Linked DNA regions of Mus musculus: region 2 is linked to region 1. Evidence: chromatin contacts called from public HiChIP or PLAC-seq data. All regions are on one chromosome and are shown on one strand. Each heading gives the region's core, a stretch centred on a gene start, on an enhancer-like site or on the middle of the called end of the contact. The rest is flanking DNA. Distances are from core to core; before and after follow the strand shown.

What was found. HiChIP or PLAC-seq counts read pairs in DNA pulled down with a chosen protein or histone mark.
Region 2: a contact with region 1 is called in an HNF4G HiChIP or PLAC-seq map of pancreatic cancer cells. The contact joins the promoter of Tmem54 here to the enhancer-like site in region 1. A contact is called at or near these places in 1 of 39 promoter capture datasets (hippocampal neurons), 3 of 484 Hi-C or Micro-C datasets (embryonic stem cells and nephron progenitors), 4 of 115 datasets of contacts at active chromatin or transcription factors (embryonic stem cells and pancreatic cancer cells) and 3 of 9 other capture datasets (adipose tissue, liver and pancreatic islet).

What each region holds. Positions count from the first base shown.
Region 1 is chr4:129,030,853-129,035,655 of GRCm38.p6, forward strand. No RefSeq gene overlaps it. Among named protein-coding and RNA genes, the nearest start is that of Rnf19b, 25 kb to the right of the region's middle. Within about 2 kb of position 2,914, at least 304 of the 459 cell types and tissues checked have an H3K27ac peak or open chromatin away from gene starts, as enhancers often do. A contact at or near this core is called in adipose tissue, liver, nephron progenitors and 2 more, where this site is marked.
Region 2 is chr4:129,103,705-129,108,938 of GRCm38.p6, forward strand. Tmem54 (transmembrane protein 54) reads left to right here and starts at 1,826. Exons shown (of 6, transcript NM_025452.4): 1 at 1,826-2,027; 2 at 4,507-4,700. The coding sequence starts at 2,012.

The DNA.
Region 1 (4,803 bases), core at 1,664-4,163:
AGCATCAGTGACCCCAGCGAAGCAAAGGTTTCACTTCAGCAGAGCTGGTCTCCTGTTAATCATGACTTTTTTTTTCAACCTCAGGTGACCAAAACCACAAACTCTTCATTCAAAACATCATACAAGAGTCTTTAAGGGAATCTGGGTGGTGGTACACACCTTTAATCCTAGCACTTGGGAGACCCAGAAAGGCAGATCTCTGTGAGTTCAAGGCCAGCCTGGTCTACAGACAGAGTGAGTTCTAGGATAGCCAGGGCTCCCCAGAGAAACCCTATCTCTGAAAGGGAGAAAGAAAGAAAAAAGAAAGAAAGAGAGAGGGGGAGGGAGGGAGGGAGAGAGGGAGAGAGGGAGGGAGGGAGGGAGGGAGGAAGGGAGGAAGGAAGGAAGGAAGGAAGGAAGGAAGGAAGGAAGGAAGGAAGGAAGGAAGGAAAAGAAAGAAGGAAAAGAAAGAAGGAAGGACAAAAAAACAAACAAAAACAAAACAAAAACAGTACTCATGTTTAGATCTGTGGTTACTTTGTCCCTTCCCCACCAGTCTGAAACCCCTAAGGACAAAGATGTCCACTTGTGTGTCTCCAGTGTCAGCACAAGGCTGACCATACAAAGTATCCCAAGGTGTTTCTCACAGTTGGGGGTACACGTGAGGGCCACAAAGGGTGACTTTCAGAGAACAGTCTTCAGGACTAGGGGGCTTGTGTACATGTGCGAGATGTTGCTGAGGACGCTCTACTCAGAGTTGCTGACTCTGGCTCTTGGGTACACGGACGCAACCTCTGATTTAGAGAACCCCAGAAGAGGAGTGTGTCAGACCGGAAGATAAGGGCACTGGGAACCTGAACTCATGAATGAAAGTCTGGAGACGAGAGCAGGAGAGCTTGAGGAAGAACTGAATGCCAGTGGCAAAGAATTCTGGGTGAAAGCTGGGGCTGGTTTGTCCTTGGGGACAATGGAAATGCCATAGGCCATATGGGGATTATTCTAAAGGTTTCTTCCAGTAACATGTTGGGGTTGTACATCTCTAATTTCTCAGTGTGTACAGAGACATGAGGCTAACCCATCCATACATTCGTGTCTATTTCTCCTCCCACTTTTTTTTTAAACAGAGTTTATGCTTGTAGTCCAGGTTAGATTCTACATTGCCATCTTCCTACTGTAACCTCCCAAGTGCTGGGAGTTCAGGCCTGGGTCCTCACATCTGGCTAGCGTCCACTTTTCTGTTCAATAAAATCTTTATGCTCATCACTCATTTAAACTTAGTGACCCCATAAGTGGGAAAGGGTGAGACACCTATTGGACAAACAGAGAAACTAAAAGCAGAGAGGTGAAGGGGACCCGCCATGGCCACAGCTCAAGAGCAGGTCAGAGGCCTGAGATCCTTGAAGAGCTCATACCTCTTCTCTTTTACAGAGAAAGGAAAGGGGACCGATGGGGAATGGCCCTACTTAGCTGATGAGGAAGTACGTGCAGAAGGCTCTCTAAGCCTCAGTGAGCAGCCACTGAGTCCTCCAACCGTCCTCGGTAATGCTTCCTCTCTAGACAGAACCGTCCAACAGCCCAGGGTTTACAAAATAGCTTGCCTTAGCCACAGCATCTTGGGCTCAATATTATTACCACTCCAGAGCATCTGTCACTCCCCCAGAAAGGGAAAGGACCTCCCATGACACCCAGCAAACCAGGAGCTTACAGCAAGAGCCATCTCCCTGCATCTTACCTCAGAACAGCAAAGCAGAGTGGTCTGCCTGATAGCACCCATCTCTGAATGCAAAACTACCTTGGGAGGGGCAGGTTCCCTGGCCAAAGATGGCAAGCAGCTGGTATGAGGCCTCACCAGGTCAGCTACGTTGTTGTTCTAACATGGCCCCAAGTGAAACCTGGACTGAACACCAGGTACTTTCTCATGGAGGTGGGGGTGGAGCAGCTACAGTGTCTGCCCCCACATCCCACTATGAGAACACGGTAGGAGTTGGGGGTTTCCACTCAGATCCTAGCAAGTTGCTCCATCATTCTGTCTGACCACAACCACTTCCTCCTCTAAAAACTCCCTTCCCGCAGGCCCTGACACCAGCCAGGCCCTCAGCGAAGAGAATCCCCCCCACGATCTGGTTTGTTAGCTGTGGCCAAACCAGGCTCAGGAATGTCACAGAAGGTCCCATCTGACTTCAAGTTGTGGTATGGAGGGTGGAAGAAAGAGCTGGCTCTGAAGCCATTTAGCCTTTTCTAGGGGGAGGACACACTGTTCTCATCCTGCAGTGCACCTCCTAAACAGAGGCCTTAGTCCCCAGGGATGGGAGCAGCTGTCATCCCTGGTCATTTTATAGGTAAGGAAGCTGAAGCTGGAGCCGAATTCAGGGTAACCCCAGTTTTTCTCAACGAGTTCTCTGTTCCTCTCAGAGACCTGCTCAGTGAACTTAAAATAGTCCAGAGCGTCAAGTTGTTTGTTTTGCTTTTGCTTTGGGGACTTTTTGGAGGTTGCCTGGGAGAAAGTGAAGATGCTGCCTAAGCAATCAAAAAGAGGAAGAGACAGCCCCTCCACCCCATTTCCAGGTCCAGAAACAGATAAGACCACACAGCAAGCAAGCGAAGGTCTGGGTTAGAGCTCGCCGAAAGCACTGTCGGGCTTGGACCCAGCCAGACTGCTGCCTCCAGTCAACACTATTTTTAGTCAGCCTTGGACTGGAGTCTGGCCAGTGATCGCTCCACAGGTGGGGCTGCAGACGGAGAACTGCATTCCAAAGTCAGACTTCAACTGATTCAGTCAGTGTGTCAGGCTTGGGGTGGAGGCATCCCTCACTCTGGCTGTTTCCACTCCTCCAGCCCCGCCCTGCTCCACCACGCCCCCTGTACTCCCTCCTTCCCGGGCTTCCGGAGGCCTCGTCTCTAGGTACTGTAACCAGAGAGCTAGGCCTACCTGTCCCAAGATGTCAGAGAGCCTTGTCTGCTATGACAAAGCCTGTTAAAGGAGGTAGGGCCCTCTCTGTAGTAGGAGGGGCCGGGGTGGGGGGTGGTTCTATCGAATGACATCATCCGCAGGTCCTCCTCACCCAGCCTGCCAGCCCTTCAGTCACAGTCAGTCTCCCAAATGTTCATTCCTTTCTTCTACAACCCATTATCCAATGCTTGCTTCCTTGCTCGCTCGCTCCACACTTCTCAGCAGCCATAGTAGGTCACGCGCACCTTGTTAGATACCGGGAGCAGAGAAATGAACAAGATGGTATGTGGCCCTTACCCTGGAAGAGCTTCCAGTAGCAGGGCATAAAATGGTTAGTGACGGTCACTACTCAACATGCAGACACCAGACACATGCTGCAAGACAGAGGGAGGAGAAGGAACAGGGTAGCGAGATGCAGAACAAGGCCAGGTAGGTTACCTCTGACCAGATTAGAGCGAGTAGCAGTCAGCCAGGGCAAGTTCTTGCCCCCACTCTGAGCTTTTTGCAGACCCTGACTGCAAGATTAGTTTCCATTATTTCCATCTTTGCCACAGTCCTGGGAAACAGTGATTGTCACCCCCATTATACAGGTGACCAAACTGAGGCTCCAAGACACTAAACGGATTGTGACATAACCAGGAAGTACAGAAGCCAGACCTAAATCCAAGTCTACAGACAAGGGGAGGGATAAGTTTCCACTGTTAAACCCTTTATGTGGATTATATCCGGAGGCATTAGAATTTGAACTTATCCTTTTATTACATTGGTTTTATTTTTGTTGTTTTTGTTTTTTTGTTTGTTTGTTTGTTTGTTTGTTTGTTTTTTTTTTTTTTAAGACAGGGTTTCTCTGTGTAGCTCTAGCTGTCCTGAAACTCACTTTGTAGACCAGGCTGGCCTTGAACTCAGAAATCTGCCTGCCTCTGCCTCCCTAGTGCTGGGATTAAAGGTGTGTGCCACCACGCCCGGCTATTACATTGGTTTCATTTTCTCCGGTTTTTCTTCCACAAGAAAATTGAAAATTTTTAAGTGTAGGGAGGTTTTGTTTGTTTGTTCCTTTGTTTGAGGAGTTTTTTGCTTTTAAGTCAGGAAAAAAAAAGTATAATGTCCATTACTAGTTAGTTTTACTTTTCTTTAGTGTTTTCCTAACTTACTATATCAAGCATGGTTTTTGGTTTTTGTTCTTTTGTGGCGTGGGGTGGGGGGGCATTGTTTTGTTTTGTTGGTGATGGTTTTGTTTTTGTTTTTGAGACAAGGCCCAGGCTGACCTCAGACCTGAGACCCTCCTGCCCCCAGTTTCCTGAATTCTAGGTAGTCGGCACCACACTTAGCAGGCCAGCTCAGTCTTATAATTCGAAAGTGGTGTTATTTTTAAGAAATAAGCCCTACGAGTCAAAGTAGGACAGGGTGATCCAGTCCCCCGAAGCATCTGCAGTTCCTGAGAAAAAGGCCCCGGGGTTTTGGTTGACCTCAGACCAGATTGAGTCAGCAGGGTGAAGTGTTGCCAAAACCACCCGGCAAACAGAAATGCTTCTTGCTCCTCAGCGAGCAGCTCCTCCCCCAGCAAGCAGCACCTCCCTACACCTCAGCCGAGCCAAGGCTTCATTTGAAGCTCAGTATGCAGGAAAGTTGCCTCAGGTCTGCTCAGCTGAGAGGCCTGTGTGAGAGGAAAAGAGACCTCGGAGTGTGGAGATCTGCACAGAGCACACATGGTTGACATGCAAATGTGGGCAAAGCTGGAACTGGGGCTTAACCTACCCAGAGAAATGATGAGCTCTGTCCCTGGGTGTTAGCATTCTATCTAAACCCCACCCCCAGTTACCTGGCAACAGCCAGGTAGACTGACCCACTATAAAAGGGCCTGCTTGCCCCACTTC
Region 2 (5,234 bases), core at 576-3,075, 72 kb after region 1:
TGCAAGAACCTATATGTAAAGCAAAGAGCAGACCGCCTCCCTGCCCTTCTTCAGGTCCTTACCAACATTACCACTCTGGTGCCCTGCTTCTATTAGGAACAGCTCCCACATCCACAAACATCATCACAGCCACATCTCTTGCAGGATAAAGACCCAAAAATAGAGTTTCTGGGCTACAATTATGAGCCTGTAGCCATTTGCAATAGGGCTAACAGCTGGCTAAGTGACCGCTAAAAGATGCCCATGGACATAACATTTAATGCCCACTAGGGAAGACGCCAGCTAATGGCTTAATGACCTGCCTCCATCTTCCCTTCCATCCATCCTGTCTCCTTATCCTTCGCCATTGCACAATGTCCCCTTCAGAAGTCAGCTGATAAGAAAGCCCACTTACCAACCCGCTGGGAATGACCAGAGCTGCCTGCCTGACCTGCGGTTGTCCTGCCCACAGCACCGGGGCTTCAGCTCCCTCCCCTGCTGCTAGAAGCTGAATGTGCTGATCCAGGTGACACAAGGCACACAGGAGGTGTCACTACAGGTGACACTATAGGCACACAGTCACCAGGCTCTGAGAACCTGTAGACATCAGGACAGCCTCGTCCATGGAGACTATGCTGATGGGCTACAGAACAGATCTGGTACAGAATAGACCAGTTACGCCTGCTGCAAAGACCTCGGTGGTCCAGGGAGGTGCTGTGCTTTGGCCAAGGCAGAATACTTGGCAGAGATGTGGCTGGGAGCGTTCCACCTGTTTATTCACCACTCTGGCTAAATGGTCCTATGTGAGTGTCCAGCTATCTGAACCCAAAGGAGGAGGACAGGACTTGTGTCTGCATCAGGGACACTATCACGAAGCAAGAGTCCATCTAACACTTGATATAACCCAATGCCAACTCGGCAGCCCCCACAATAGACATTCTAGGATCTCTGTGAGTTCAAGACCAGCCTGGTCTATACAGTGAGTTCCAGGACAGTTAGGACTACATAGTACATAGTGAGGCTCTGTCGTGTGTGTGTGTGTGTGTGTGTGTGTGTGTGTGTGTGTGTGTGTGTGTGTGCGCGCGCGCGCCCCTCTGTATGTGTGTGCCTCTGTGTGTGTACCTCTGTGTGTGTGTGAGAGAGAGAGAGAGATGTTTGTGCTGTAGTATGTCAGTGCCATATTCTGCTCCAGTGGAAATCGGAGGACAACTTTCAGGAGTCGGTTCTCTCCTTTCCATGTGGGTCCCAGGGATGGAACTGGGGCTATCAGGCTATCGGGTTATAGGGTTAAGGGACTTTACTGGCTGAGCCATCTCATTGATCCCTACAATTTATTTATTTATCTATCTATTTATTAATTTATTTAATAGCTGCATTTCCTTATATCAGGAAACAAGAATTATTACCCTTGATTTTCCAAGGAGCAAACAGATCACCCCACCACCGCCAAGACCGAAAGGAAAAGCACCTTGCTCAACATGGAAGACCTGACTGAGACCAGGAGGCACCTCCGCCAGAAAAAGGAAGACCCAGCGAGGGAAAGCGATTGTTCTGAAGTCACACAGTAGATTAAAAAAGCAGACCCCTGGTTGCTCCTGCTCACTCCCAGCTTCCATCCTGGCCCATGTGCCCGTGTCTTGTTCACCACCACCACCACCACCATCACCACCATCCGGGGTCGCGCTCACATGCTAACACCACCAGCTCCCAGCACGGCCGATGGAGACCCCTTAGAGCCTCAATGTCCATCGGTGGAATGGGCGTGCGAGGAGGAACGAGGGCGGCCTGGCGCCGGGCGCCTGGCTCAGCAGCAGGGGCGTGGCCGTGACTCAGCCGCACAGTCCCGGGGTCGCCCAGCCGGTCCGACCGGCCTCGGCAACGCGCGCAGGACGCCGGGCTGGGCGACTGAGGGGTGCAGGGAAGGGAGCCGCCAGGAGCCTGCTTGGGCGGGAAGAGGAGCGCAGGCCGCGGAGGAGAAGGATGGAAGCGAGACCCCGCTGAGACCAGCGCGGGGCCACTGGCCGGGATCAACATGTGTCTGCGCATAGGTGAGCTGGGGCAAACGGGAGACCCACTCCTGGGGGGACCCCAACCCGAAGTCAAGCCGCCTGCTTCACCCAACCCTGCTTCACGTACTGGCCTGCTTCAGGTCACTTTCCTCTCAAGCCTAAGTTTCCTTAGAAGCGGGGTGACAAGCGGCTGGGTTTTATTTCCTTTATGCAAGTGCTCTACCACTGAGCTACACACCAGCCTAAACATTTCGAGGCTCAGGGACTAGCCCAGAGCTCAGTACTTAGCTCACTCTAACTTAGAACTTAGAACTCCTTCCGCCACGACCAGCAGCTGGGGGCTCCAGGTTTGTGGCACTGAGGCCCAGCTCTGAGTAAGCCTGGTTTTGGTGGGGCCAGTGGCACCCCCAGCTCCTGGCCCTATTTTCCTTTCTAAGGGGCAAGGCTAGATAGGCTTCGGGATCCGCCGGTAGGGGAAGAGATGCTGAGAGATGAAGAGATGGGGATGTGGATGTAGGGTCCAGGATCCCGGCTCCTTAGCATTACAAAGATGCCATTTCCATACCTTCCTCTCATCCAGCCAAGCTGGAGGGAAAGGCCAGTCAGCCAGCATCTTGACAGAGTAGACTGGTGCGCCCCTCCCCCACGCCCTGGGCAAACTCTGCTGTTTGGGATCTAAGGGGTTCCGTTCCCACTCTCCAGCACACACATCTTTCGAGCCATGCCTATTTCTCCTTGGTAAAATGAAGACCGTTGCACCCACCTCTTGACCAGGATGAAGTTCCGGTCTGCTAATAAACGCTTAGCACTACACCAGCCACTTGCCCAGTGTTCCCAGCATGAGAACGAAGAACCAAAACCAGCCTAGGGCGCTCTGACTAAAGCAAGCAACCCTAGCCTTCTTGTCTGACCAAAGCCTTGGTCCAGAGATGCTGCTGTTTCTTGAGCCCAGCCAAAGCCCAGTAGTGGCTGGCTGATGGGTAGGTGGATGGGGTGGGTGGACAGGGTGGGACCCAGGAGGCCCCTGGAACAAGGCTGCAATTCCTCTTCCTGTTTGGCCAGCTGTTCATCTTCACAAGGCCATTCCAGTTCCTCGTGCCTTTCCAGTCCATGGTCTGTCCTCTGCTGAGATGACAGTCCCAGGGCCTGCAAGCTAAAGGAGAGCTCGGAGAGCAGTTAGGGGAACCTCACCTGGCTCTATGCAGAAAAAATCCGGGGTTACCTCTGAACAGGACAGGCTGGTACCAGGTCCACAGTGAGTCTGTAACAGGCTCCTCCTTGCTCCTCAAAGCTCTTCCTCCCGTCTCTCTCTCTCTCCCTCCCTCTCTCTCTCTCTCTCTCTCTCTCTCTCTCTCTCTCTCTCTGTGTGTTACTGAGTTTAATTAGGGTTGCTTACAATAATTTTTCTTTTTTTCGGTGGCGGGGGGGGGGCTGTTACTGCAACATAGGCGACTTACCAGTGGCTACACCACCAAAATAAACAAATAATTATTTTATTTTATTTTATTTTTTTTAGGCAGAGTCTCACTCTGTAACTAAGTTGGTCCTGACTTTGCAACAATCCTCCTGCTTCAGTCTCCTAAATACAGGATTATGAGTCCTCTTGGCCTCCTTGGCCCCTGCAATTGCCCAGAGAATGTCCACTTAATGATTCTTTAGCCGTTTCTTGTTTTCATTCACGTATAGGGAACAGGGCTAAATTTCTCTGCCGCACGTGGAGGGTCTCAAAGTCAGAGCCTATTGGGAGCAGGACCGGAAGGAAGGGCTCTGCTTAACTGAGGGCCAACCACACTCTTGCAGTTTCTCAGAGCTGGCTAAACTCAGAGCCCAGGGTGGGGGCAGGCATCCAGGTGGCATGGCCAAGAGCCATGTGTGATGTTGGAGCAGAGAGCATTTCAGGGGAGGAGGGCTTCCTGCTATGTGAACGGGATAGGACTTGGCCACTCAGAAAGTGTGGTTGTTGCCAAAGTCCCTCCTGGTCCCAACCCCAGTTAAGCACAGCCTGCACTGGGTCCCCGATTTCCTGTTCACCCATGGACTTTGTCCACACTGAGAAACAAGGGCTCTTTTCCTCTCCAGGAAGAGAAGCAGAGTCTAGACGGCTCTCGATAGCTCCACTTAGCAGCTGCACATTAAGTACTGTGTGTGCCAGGCTCCATCTACCGAACTGACTGCTGAGCAAGGCCTGACTCCTGCCCAGTGCACTGCAGGCTCCTCGGGGCCTGGACAGTATATACTGGGCTCACGGCTCTCCTAGTGCATGGCATGGGACAGGTGTACAGAGCGCTTTTATATATGGAGCAGTTGAGTGGATGACTGGGTGGCTGGGAGACTCAGTGATCACTGCTACTCAGAACACAAGAGTTAACAAGGACAGTTGTGTGGATCTCCTGTGCGTTTTTCCAATTTCACACTAAGCACCAACCGTGAAGCTTTTAGAGAAACAGGGGAGGCTCAGATGTCCTACACCACCCAGCAGGAGGCGCCTCACCCCGATCCCGACCTGTGTCCCCCGCAGGTAGCCTGAATGTGGATGAGTTCCGGAAGGTGCTGATGAAGACGGGTCTGGTGCTGGTTGTGCTGGGTCACGTGAGCTTCATTGCAGCCGCCGTGCTCCATGGTACCATGCTTCGCTTCGTAGCCACCACCAGTGACGCTGTGGTTCTACAGTACTGCGCAGTGGACATCCTCTCTGTCACCTCTGCCATTGTGGTAATGGCCTGGCTGGGAGGGCCAGCAAGGGGGAGGGGCTGCGTCCCAGTCAGAGCCCCAAGCATATACGGTATAACCATATACAAACTGTGCAGGCACTCAAACGCTCTCTGCCTCAGTTTTGTCCTCTGTAAAATGGGGGTGGCGAGAGTATGTGTGCACAGCAGAGGTTCCCTGTGAACATCTGAGGGAGTCATCCACAGAAGGTGCTTAAGCGAGGGGCCTGGCACATGGCCAGTGTGACAGATATTCACGGTGCGGTGGTACCTCAGCTTAGCTAGGGAGGGTCAATGAGGGTTTCATGGAGGAGTAGACCTCTGAGCTGGGTATTTATGGATGTGTAGGCGTTCCCAATGGACTGTAATTAACAACCCAAGTATGCGGCGTGCTGGGGCTGGCTAGCAGAAAGGCATGCCAGGGTGGCATTCCATGTACAGGCTGTGTGGCAGGTGCAGATGTGTGGAGCTGGGAACGGCTGAGATCTGTGCTGAAGACACTGACTCAAACAGTCAGACAGGAGTTTAGCACTAGGGC